Regions from separate parts of the Mus musculus genome. Here regions 1, 3 and 4 are each linked to region 2. The links are chromatin contacts, called in public Hi-C, HiCAR-type and promoter capture Hi-C maps. All regions are on one chromosome and are shown on one strand. The core of a region is the stretch at or near the end of the contact, and the rest is flanking DNA. Distances in the headings are between cores, read along the strand shown.

Region 1 (2,700 bases), core at 177-2,676, 1.8 Mb after region 2:
AGGACAACGAGTGTCTTAGAACTAACTTCTGAGGATGGGCTCACTTGGGCAGATGACAGAAGATTCTTAGAAGAGCTAAGATGTTCGCAATGAATGGAGAAAAGAGGGCCACTTGAGTCAAGGGGGAAAGCAGATAAAAGTTAGGAAAAATTTAAGGCACAGCTTGAGGACAAAGGACATGAATTCGTCCAAAACAAAAGGGCAGAATAAAATCATGAGAGAAAAGTTTTCGGACAAAGAAAGAGAAAGAAGGACACAAAGAAAGAAATCAATGCAGATTGCCAGGCTAAAGGTGCTGAGCAGTAGTTTAAAGGTGGTAGAGTCTCATGAAATTACTAATGTTCTTATTAACTAAAAGTAAGAGGGTAGTGGTAAGAGGGGTGAGCGACAGGGAATCTAAAAGAAATAAGAGAGCTGGGAATCCCAAAGACAAAGTCACATCTCAATAAACATTCAATGATAAGAGCTGTCAAACTCGTTTCTACTCACAGTTGTTCACACGGACACAAAACTGTGTCGTTCCACTGGAGTCCGTGAAAACTCTGGAAGGGAACGGGGAGTTGCTCCTGAACATAAGAGAGTTGTCCACACATACCCAACTTGAAGATCTGTGAGGAAAGGTGAAGATACTTAAGAGAGAGACATGGAGTACATCTAGGGAAGGGGGCCTTACCCCACCAATGTCTGATGCCAATAAGAGGGGTCTCTGGGCAGAGGTGCAACACTCAGGTTTTGTTTTACTGGATGGCTCAGCATTCCCAGGAAAGCCCAAGGGGACATCCGACCGGGAGACAGCGGGTAGGAAACTCACTCTTACTCCTCCACCGGAGGAGCACCGCAGCTCACCTTACACTACCAGGAAGACAGAAGGAAAAGACTGTTCTGGGATGGAGAAGATCGCAGTCCTTGTCACAGCAGCAGTTTAAATCGCAGGTACCCGGAGTCAAGTCACAGACACAGATCGGTAAAGCTGTAAGTACAAGAAGAAAAGCGAGATGAAGCTCCCCCAAAGTTTTCCCGCGCGGACAGCCCCAGTGCCAGCTACGTGGCAGGGCAATTTTGTCTACACAATTTTAGATCTGAGAAGTCAGTATTTCCATCCCGTATCCCGCCGCATCACCTGGAAAGGGGTCGGTGGTCGCGTTCACGGGCATCGATAGAGTCCAGGGAGTCGGACTCTCAGACGAATCCGGAGGAGCTGAGGTTGGCACTTCGGGCGTCACTGGCTCCAGGCCCCAGGAGGTGGGGAAAGCCCGGGCTGTGGAGGAGGGCTGCGGTCGGGCGGTCTCAGAAAGCATCAGGACCACCAGCAGCAGCAGGTGCAGCTGCAGGGTGCACATAAGGCAGCCTGGCCGCAGAGCGGTGCGACAGGAGCCTGGGTCTCCAGATACGTCCCAGGAGCCCTGGGAAGAAGAGTCGCGTACTTCGTCATCAGCTTCCGTCTGCGCATTGGCTCAGGCGGGAGCCGGGTGCTCTTCAGCCAATGGAAGGCCGTGTTGTTACGACCCTGAGCGTCCTTCATGCTGCTCTCCTCCTTAGCGGCGCGTGGTTCCCGTTACCTGGCAACCGCTGGGAGCCTCGGGGGCGAAGGCGTCTTTGCCTGATCCCGCCGCTAGATGGCAGCTGGCAGAGGGTTGGCGCGCTTTACGGACCTGGAAGAATTGGATGAAGTCATCACTGAGAGGAAGACCAAGAGGCACAAACTGAGATCTTACCAAGGTAAGAGGCCCTTTCTCTGGAAACACCATGAACTCAAGGAGAAAAACATAGAAAGTCACATCCCTTACGTGTGCCGGGAAACTGAGTACCTGATCACAAAGTTTAGGCCAAACTGGCTACTGAGTGAGACTCTGATCCCTAAAACAAAGACAAATGAACAAAGTCCCAATGATGGCATGAGAGATGGCTCAGCTTCTAAGAATATTTGTTTTTGTTTTTGTTTTTTTCAAAGAACTGGGGTTCGCTTCCCAGAACCCACAAGGTGTCTCACAACCATCCGCTGCTCCAGTTCCAGGAGATCCATTGCCTGTGCCATCTTCTGGCCTCAGTGGGCGCCATCTGACACCCGCAGGTGCAAAGACTCAAGCAGGCAAAACACTCCTCTGCATAAAATCTAAAATAAAATTTAAAAATGTCTCCACTTTAATTACTATGGTATTTTTTAAAAAGCATAATAAAACAATGCTTATTTCAACTCCACGAGTTTCTTTATTCCCCGCTCCCTGTCGCCTAGTCACAGTTTCATGTAGCCCAGGCTGACCCTCAAACTCAAGATGTGGTCAAAGATGGCTGAATTTCTGAACCTCCTGGGTCTGGAATTTTAGTCATATAGGCCACCTTCATGCACTCCTGCCAAACACTCTATCAAGTTAAATTTTATTTTATTTTTTAAAAAGTGTTAGTTAGTGCATTATATCAATAAATGTGATCTGTATATTTGTTGCTGGAAAGGGTAGTAAGGGAAGAGGTTCAGGACAAGAAAACAGGATGGAGAAGAGTATGAGGACTTAGAGAAAGTTACAATTTAGAAACATTTTCTGAGGAGAAAGTAAAGATACAGAGATGGAAATAGCCAAGGAACCAAGAAGCAAGCTAGCTGATTGCTCTTTTACGGTTTTATCATTAAGTTCTGAAACACTCTCTAGTATGTGCTTGCTCTTCTCAGGAGTGGCGTGGCCCTTCTGCATGCCTAATAGCACA
Region 2 (2,700 bases), core at 14-2,513:
GTTTTTTAGACACAGCATCTTTTACAGCTTGCCTTAGTTTCCTCTGCTCTTTTCGGTACTTCTTGATGGTACTTTGTTGTTTAAATTGCTTATTTTTCAATTTGTTTTCAAGTTTCACTTTACTAGTTTTTATCAACTTGCGAAAGCTTGGGACCTGCTTTTTATTTCTTCTCTAGAAAACAACAACAGAAGAGACACTACAACTAAGAAATTCTGATTATTTTTAAAATCAGGTGAAGGAAAACTCTTTATAGATTAAATAAAGCAAATTTCAAAACTGTCTCACAACCACGGGTCCTGTGTAAGAACTAAAAACCAATGCACGGCAGTAAGCAATCCTACAGAATGGCACTAGAGCATCAGTTGCTCCACACGGGATTTCCCTGTGATCTGAATCTAGTCTCTCACGTGTGCAATCTGAAAGCAAAACATTATGAATCTCTTCTCTGTGGCAAACGGTCATTCAAGGCTAGTCTAACACTGGTACGGCAACACATTCAGAGCAAAATAATGGATGCCTTTAGCAACTGACATTCATTTGTCGGTTTATTATTTACAAAGCACTCACACTTCCCAACACCCTAAATAATAATAATCCTCACGTCATTCATAAAGAAGCGAAGGTTACAGAAGTTATTCCAGCGCTCTCGCTGGTAAGTGCTTTGTAATCCAAATCCCAAGGCTACTTCTAAATTCCCTCTCCATCTGGGAAAAATCACCAGCCTTCCTATCACCTTACACTTTAAGGAGGAAACAGGCTCTCTTCGGGTTCAGTGTCTCACAAAACAGGTTCAAGGAACTTTAGACTTGCTTCTCGTGTGTATAAGATTCGAGAGACAGTTTGGAAAACCCTTCAGTCTGACACCATTCGGTGGCAGGGCCCGGTGCTGGCCTCGCATCTGCAGCCTGAGGTCGTGCTTGGGCGTAGTGGGCGAGGAAGCAAAAGCCCCAGTAATGACCCAAAGTGGATGGAGCATAGATCGGCTAGGGAGCACCAAGTTAGGCCACCGCCCCCTATACCAGACTCAAAACCTAAGGGAAAGATAAGCCAGGCAGAGGGAGACCCTGTCAACCCAAGCAGCCACAACTCCCGGGGGCCGGGGTTCGGACAGCACTTACCGCCTTCATCCTTAGGCCTGCGAGGAGTACCACAGACAAGATCACTCGGACAGAGGAACACGCAGGAGCCGGGTGGAAAAGACACACGTGCACTGAGCGCAACCTTTCCCAAACCGGAAGACGCTTTCAGCCTCTCCCCCTTTCTGCCGCCGGAAACGGGAGGCGGGACTTCCTCTTCGGGCGGCGGTGCGTGCGCCCCCTGGTGGCTCTGGTCCCGGGCTCAGTCTCTCACGGACTGACCCTTGTGAGAATCGCTGAGGCTGAAGAGTGGGCGAGTGGGCGTCCCAGCTGAAGGACTCAAGCAGGTTCCCGCCCGGATTCCTTTTCAGTCCTGGAGAAGACAAAAGACGAGGGCTTGGCGGTTTTGATCGCCGGCGTCTTGTGGCTCCGCCTGTTGCGGGTACTTCGTCTTCTGGATCTTCTAGAGGGCAACCGCAGCTTCTTTATTGGAAGCCATCCCTCCACAGGCACTGGGGCTTTGAACCGAATGATGAAAGATCTCTCACCACCTTCCACCAACCGAAAGTCCACACTTAAGTTTAGGCGTGGTGGAGCACGTCTTTAATCCCAGCACTGGGAGGTAGAGGCAGGTGGATCACTGTGAGTTCGAGGCCCGGTCTACAGAGCCTAGTCTACCCAGTGTAGTCCCTGTCTAGAGAAAAAGTCTATGGTTTTACTGTGGAATCGTTTTTTCTTTGGGTTTAACCATTATATGATAAAGTACTATATTGGTGAGACTTGCAGAATTAGGATTCTGTTACCTTTTTGGTAAAGATACTATCTGACTGAATCGTTAACTCTTCCAGGAAGATTTAAGCATCGCAAGAATGTGTATTTTAAGTACTTGTCTCCCAAAGACCTTTTCCTAAATTAAAAAACAGAATAAAACACTGGGCAGGAGAAGTGGTTCAGTGTTTAAGAGTGCTTGCTGCTCCTCCAGAAAGTCCCGGATTCTATTCCCAGCACATCCATCTCTGAGGACCTCTTCTGACCTCCTCAGGCAGGCACTCACCCACACATATATACAAACAAAATAATAAATTATAAAAAACAATAAAAATAAAAAGTTAATCACAAAGATGAACTTGAGGCTATTAAAGGTTTTTTAAAAAAAAAAAGAAAGAAAGAAAGAAAGAAAGGAAGAAAGAAAAAGAAAAAGAGACGCCGTTGTTATTTGACTGACCCTCAACTCAATATGCTCCTGTCTCAGTTTCCCAAGTACTAATTATAGAGTCACCATGCCCAGGGTTAAGTATATCGTTCTTGAGCACAGCCCTGACATTGTTGGCCTCACAGTTCTGAGCTGGTGAGATAAGCCAGAAGAAACCCAGGGGCCACTGAGATCATGAACAGTGGTAATCTTACAAAGACTAGTCCTTTCTGCTTTTCACCTCAGAGAAAAATGCCTTCTATCTGGCATCGTCTTTCCACCTCCCTTCTAACTTTCTCCCTGTTCTCTCTCCTTCCACACCCTGTCTTGGAAACAGCAGAGCCTGTCTCACTGTTAGATTACTTCATCACACTAATTGGAAACATCAGCCTGTGCTCTTTCTTACCAAGCCTGTGGCTGAATTCCTTCCC
Region 3 (2,700 bases), core at 117-2,616, 1.5 Mb after region 2:
AAAAAGACACATTTACAAGACTGGAGGAGCAAGTTTAAGGTTAGCTTCAGCAGACAAGTGTACAAAAGAATGGAATGTGGTCCCTCTAGGTCAGGCATCCCTGAGGTTTTTCTATCTCCTTAATTAAAAGATATTTAGTAACACCCCCGGGGCCCAGCGGAGTCACGCGCGCGCGCGCGCGCGCGCACACACGCACACACACACACACACACCTATATGAAAGGACTAAAAATCTAAAGTATTGACTCTCAGTGGGACATATTCCTTGTGTTTGGCCCAAATCACATAGCCAAAGTGTGGACTTCCAAATACCGAGCCTGAGTCTAACAGGGGGTTGCATTTCAATTACGGGCCACGGGTCTAGCAGTCTGCGATTGAGCCACCCGCCCTCCCACAGATAAGACCCAACCAAGAAGTTTTCAATCATCACCACCACACACCGTTAGTGCGCTTCCCCAAAAGGAAATGGCCTTATCGCGAATAACCTGGAGGGCAGAAAGGTGATCTAACCACCTTAGACAGGGAGAGACTACGGAGGTTTATCTGGGGTTATTTCCCAACTCCAGTGTTTCCTGTGAAAGGCTTTACAGAACCGAGAGCCAGCCACGGGTCATATCCGAAGAGTGTAAAATTGTTGTTTCGGTTGTTAGCTGAACGAATCCCATTCGCCTTCCAGGGAACTTTTCTGTACTCCATTCACCTTCCAGGACTTTCTATTGCTTCCGATTAGCTCTCCCCAACTCTTTCACTGTGAAGAGCAAGGAGTGTTAACTCTTGGCGCACAGGGTCTGCGGAGCCCCAGGTCTCCACGCCCAGGCACAAAGCTTGTCTGCTTGCCGCGCCGCGCCACGCTTCCGGGGCGCAGAAAGAAAACTGTCTTTGGCCTTGACTCAGCGCGCACCGAGCCCGCTTGCCCCGGAGCGCGGCGGTTGGGACGGGGTGGCAGATGGCACAGAGCGCTCGGCGAATGGCGCACCTGGATGCGCCCCACCGCGATCCCCTCGGAGCTCCAGTCACCCCGACCTCCATAGGGACGCAGCGCGCCGCCACCCTACGAAACCACCCCGTTCCCACGCGCGTCCCAAGACGCTCTTACCCGGGAAATGGCGAGAGGTTGTTCGAAGTCCTTGCCGCCCACGAGGCGGAAACCCCAGGGACCCGGGCCCTGGAGAACAATCTGCTGGGTGGTCATCGCTAGGCACAATCGGAAGGGACAGACAGGCAAGGCACAGAACTGCACGGCGCGCGGGGCTCCCGGAGCAGCTGTCGGAGAAAGAGCGCGCGGCGGGAGTTGGGAGATCCTGGGACGGGCGGGGTCGCGAGCGAGGGCGGGGACAGATCCGCCCCGGCCGCGTCGCTGCAGCCCCGCCCGGCCCGCGCCTCCACTCCCAGCGGGCCCGCAGGACCTCGCCAGACTCTAATCCGGGAGTTAGGCTCTTCAACTCCGCCCAGCAGCCCCGAACCTCCGCCCGCACCTCCTCCCGCCCTACCCACAGCCTTCTTGCTGCTCCCAACCCGGCATGAAAGCTAGGTGAGACCTAAGCCTTGTCCCCACCTACAGCAGACCTTACAAACCCACGCGTTGTGCTTTGCAAAAAGTCGAAAAGGATTGAGCGAGGTCAGAGCGGTTTACACTTTTGGAAACCGCAGAGCCGTTTAAGAGGCGCTTTCAAGTGATCTCACCTGACGCAATTAGGCGCTTTATCTCTAGTCCCATTTTAGAGATAAAGTCATTGAGGCTGCCCGAGATTATAAAGCACCCCTAAGGCTACGCAACAACTCGGGGTTGCTACTGAATCATTTTCCAGGCTCCTTGGGCCACCCTGGAAGCTTTCCAATGCTAATGGGACTATAACGGTTGGGGGGGGGGGTAGTCAGGGGGTTATAATTAGGCTCTACGAAGTTCCTAGAAACCTTTCCTCCTGGCTGGAGTTGAAATTGAAGGTAGGTGAATTCTGACGTTCCCAACAATTCCATCATGAAGTCCGGGGTGGACCAATGCCGGGAAAGCGGTGAATGGAAATTCCAGGGTTCAAAGCTCCCTATCAGTTTCTTCTGTGAGCTGCCCCCAAAATAAGTTCTCAAAACAGATTAAACCACAACTCATGCTGTCCACTGATGCTTCTTCACCCTGAGTAAAAATCCAACCCTTTAAATGCCTCTAAGGCCACTCCAAGAACGACTTGAATCTGCTGTAATCTGTCTCCAACTTTGACCACACTGGCCTCCTACTCAGAGCTTTGCCATCACGTGTATCCTTCCCCCAGATAACTCAAGGGTTTCTTGCAGATACCATCTTCTGGTTAAGGCCATTTCTGAGAGCCATTTAAACATCCCCTCTAGACCCCCTTTAACTTCCACTGCCTTAATTCTCTGCCCATCCCTGTGTAGTCTATAGTTTACTTATTAGTTTGTCCTACCCACATTCCTAAGCGCTAGTTTCAAGACCTGACGGGTTTTTATCTTGCAAACAGCTCACTGCGGTGTTCCCCGCCTAGAATAATCTCATGATGGATGTAATACATTAGCCAACCTTAGGACCACTGACCCCCTCGTGGTTTTCCTGGTTCCCATTCATTCGGGAAGCTGGACACAGGTTGAATGGATTTGTGAAAAGTGCAGCTCCTCGCGACCCCCCGCGGTCCTGGCCAATCTTTTGCGGGTCTCTGCACAGATTTACATATGAAAGGATCATCTTGT
Region 4 (2,704 bases), core at 150-2,649, 1.4 Mb after region 2:
GATTTCTCCCATTAATGCTTGATTCACTTTTAGTAGGACCAGATATCCATCTGACAACCCATGAGATGGGACAAGATTCAGAGACCACCTATAAATGGACTTGGGGAAGGCTCAGCTAAGCCCTTACCTTGATGGGTCCATACCCCAAAGCCCAGGAGACCTTCTTTTTGGGTTGGTTTTGAGACAGGGTTTCTCTGTGTAGCCCTGGCTGTCCTGGAACTCACTCTGTAGACCAGGCTGGCCTCGAACTCAGAAATCCTCCTGCCTCTGCCTCCCGAGTGGTGGGATTAAAGGTGTGCGCCACCACGCCCAGCCCAGGAGACCTTCTTGCTTTCTATTGGAAGAAGTCAACTTTCCCAGTTTCTGCAATTGCAGCTTTTTTTTTATATTAAGTTGACTATTTATTAAAATGTTATATCAAAATGTGTTATGCTTAAATTTTTTGTTTTTGATGGTTCAGTGTTCAAAAGCACTGGTTGCTCTTCCGGACAATCCAGATTCAAATCCTAGCGTCCTCTCAGTGACTCACAGCTCTCTGTGGCTCCAGTTCTGGGGGGTCTGATACCGTCTTCTAGAATCCTCGGGTACCATGCACACACCAAAGCATAGAAATAAATGCAGGCAAAACACCCATGCACATAAGGTTTTTAATTACAAAAAAATTACATTCACTTAGTGTGTGTGTGTGTGTGTGTGTGTGTGTGTGTGTGTGTGTTTGTGTGTGTGTGAATGCTCACGCACACAGGTAGGTATGTGCATGCCATACTGTACTGAGGGAAGAAGAGTCAAAGGACAACTTGCAGAAGTTGGTTTTCTTCTACTGCTGTGTGGGTTCTGGGGTTCAAACTCAGGTTTGGCAGCAAGCCTCTTTGCCCAATGAGCCATCTCACCATTACTGAAATGTTTGGAATTGAGCAGAAGGCCTCACACATGCTAGGAAAGTACCCTACCGAGCTGAATTAAACTCCCAGCCAATTATTGAGGTTTTTATTAATGATCCCTGTGGTGTTTGGTTGGTTGGTTGGTTGGTTGGTTGGTTGGTTGGTTGGTTGGTTGAATGACTGATTTATTTATTTATTTATTTATTTATTTATTTATTTAACGGTCTCTACTTGTCACTATGGAACTCACTATGTAGAACTCACAGAGATCTGAATGCCTCTGGCTCCCACATGCTGGGATTGAAACTAAGTGCCACCACACAATCCCCTTTAGCTTTTTATCAAAGGCAAATACTACACCTCACCCAACCTCAGCCCTACGTGAAGGCATCTCAGAAGGGGTAGAGCAAGCAGCTGCTCCAGGCGTTCTGTCTCAAGCATAGCAAACAGGCTCCCTCAGTTTATGGCTGAAGGTGCTTGGCTGCCTGTCCTGCACACGTGGACAGTGTGGGCAGGCAAACCGACTACTGGGAGAACCAACTCAGCAAAGGGTGGGCTCTCAAATATGAGCTATCCTCTTCTCATAGATCTATCAGTCAACTGGAAAACCACCAGGAAATAAGAGAAAGTGCAGAATGGTAGAAGGAGAGAAGGCAGGGAGAGATGAAATTCCTCCTTGTTAGAAGCCACATCCTTTTCTGGAACTAAAAGGCTGAAACTGGGAGCACTAGAGCTGTGCTGAGGCAGCCCTCACTCTCAAGCCTACACTGCCACCTGCTGGCTGTGGGTTGTTTTCTCTCACTTGGAAAGCCAACCCTGGAAATTGCAATTCTCTTTCTTTATTACTGGTCTCCAAACACCTAGAAATAGCCCCCAAATATCTCCTCTTCCAGGAAACCCTTCGTCCCAAGTTTCCTTTGTCTGTTTCTGAAGAGGAATGAAAATCGGCTAATTAACATGCCGCTATTTTTCTATGCATTTCATTGACCAATAGTCTTCCGTGGCTCCACCATGCCCACAGAATCAAGGTCAAGGTCCTAACAACGACAGTTCTCTAGAACCTGACTCCAGGTCATCTGAGGATCCTGGAACCCTGACAGCAGCTGGCATGGACCTAGGGATTTGCTCACTATATCCCCAGGTTCTTCATCTGAGGACACCTCCAGCCAGCACTGTTTCCTCCATGTACGATGGTTCCACACATACCTCCACTCTTTCTAGCTATCCTTCTACTGACAGATGAATGGACAAACTTAAGGTGATATAGAGAGACAATGGGATATGATTATAGCTTTAAAGGGACAGGAAGGGGAACAATGTGGTGGTTCAGAGGGTAAGCCTGAGAATAATCCCCAGGCCCCCACATGGTGGAGAACCAAATTCCAGAAATTGTCCTCTGACTTCCATATGCCCACTGTGCACATGGGCACCCCAGAAACACATACACACACACATACACACACGTGTACACACACACACACACACACACGTACACACATACACACACACACATTCAATATATAAATAAACAAATGTGATTTAAAATTTTAAGGAAAGGAGGTCTGAGGTGTGCTACAACATACATAGAGTACTGAGTTTATAAGCCCATCAAAAAAAAGGGAAATTTTTCTTTCTTTGCTCTGTATGTTTAGTATTTTGATTAGTATGTGGTAGGGGAGGGGACTTTTTTCTTTTATGTGTATTTGGCAGTTAAAACAAGATGAAGGCTTCCTTTGCCTACAAATGTTACAATGGGTCCAGAGCAAGACAACACGAGAGAAAAGCAGAGGATGACCTGAATTCATAAGGACAACCTGCTCTGA

What was found. Promoter capture Hi-C pulls out the DNA fragments that hold promoters and counts their contacts. A called contact is a pair of places that touch in the nucleus more often than the background predicts. HiCAR-type assays count read pairs that join an accessible place to other places.
Region 1: a contact with region 2 is called in a HiCAR-type map of astrocytes, with 4 times the contacts expected there. The contact joins the promoter of Tctn3 here to the promoter of Noc3l in region 2. A contact is called at or near these places in 3 of 39 promoter capture datasets (embryonic stem cells, hippocampal neurons and stem cell-derived epiblast-like cells) and 1 of 115 datasets of contacts at active chromatin or transcription factors (astrocytes).
Region 3: a contact with region 2 is called in a promoter capture Hi-C map of pre-B cells. The contact joins the promoter of Pdlim1 here to the promoter of Noc3l in region 2. A contact is called at or near these places in 4 of 39 promoter capture datasets (the 3T3-L1 cell line, cranial neural crest, embryonic stem cells and 1 more), 6 of 115 datasets of contacts at active chromatin or transcription factors (embryonic stem cells, large pre-B cells, pro-B cells and 1 more) and 1 of 9 other capture datasets (embryonic stem cells).
Region 4: a Hi-C map of cerebral cortex shows a contact between it and region 2, with 2.1 times the contacts expected there. The contact joins the enhancer-like site here to the promoter of Noc3l in region 2. A contact is called at or near these places in 3 of 39 promoter capture datasets (the 3T3-L1 cell line, hippocampal neurons and pre-B cells), 4 of 484 Hi-C or Micro-C datasets (cerebral cortex, cortical neurons and gonadal supporting cells) and 2 of 115 datasets of contacts at active chromatin or transcription factors (astrocytes and stem cell-derived neural progenitor cells).

Annotation. Positions count from the first base shown.
Region 1 is chr19:40,610,805-40,613,504 of GRCm38.p6, forward strand. It overlaps Tctn3 (tectonic family member 3), which reads right to left and starts at 1,427. Exons shown (of 14, transcript NM_026260.3): 1 at 1,121-1,427; 2 at 847-970; 3 at 490-608. The coding sequence starts at 1,340. It also overlaps a transcript of Entpd1 not described here.
Region 2 is chr19:38,817,974-38,820,673 of GRCm38.p6, forward strand. It overlaps Noc3l (NOC3 like DNA replication regulator), which reads right to left and starts at 1,264. Exons shown (of 21, transcript NM_021315.2): 1 at 1,120-1,264; 2 at 1-172. The coding sequence starts at 1,128.
Region 3 is chr19:40,270,250-40,272,949 of GRCm38.p6, forward strand. Pdlim1 (PDZ and LIM domain 1 (elfin)) reads right to left here and starts at 1,367. Exons shown (of 7, transcript NM_016861.4): 1 at 1,097-1,367. The coding sequence starts at 1,192. It overlaps Gm41845 (a long non-coding RNA gene), which reads left to right and starts at 1,317. Exons shown (of 3, transcript XR_877853.2): 1 at 1,317-1,531.
Region 4 is chr19:40,223,967-40,226,670 of GRCm38.p6, forward strand. All of the region lies in intron 5 of Pdlim1 (PDZ and LIM domain 1 (elfin)), which reads right to left. Among named protein-coding and RNA genes, the nearest start is that of Cyp2c70, 38 kb to the left of the region's middle. Within about 2 kb of position 1,400, at least 5 of the 459 cell types and tissues checked have an H3K27ac peak or open chromatin away from gene starts, as enhancers often do. A contact at or near this core is called in cerebral cortex, where this site is marked.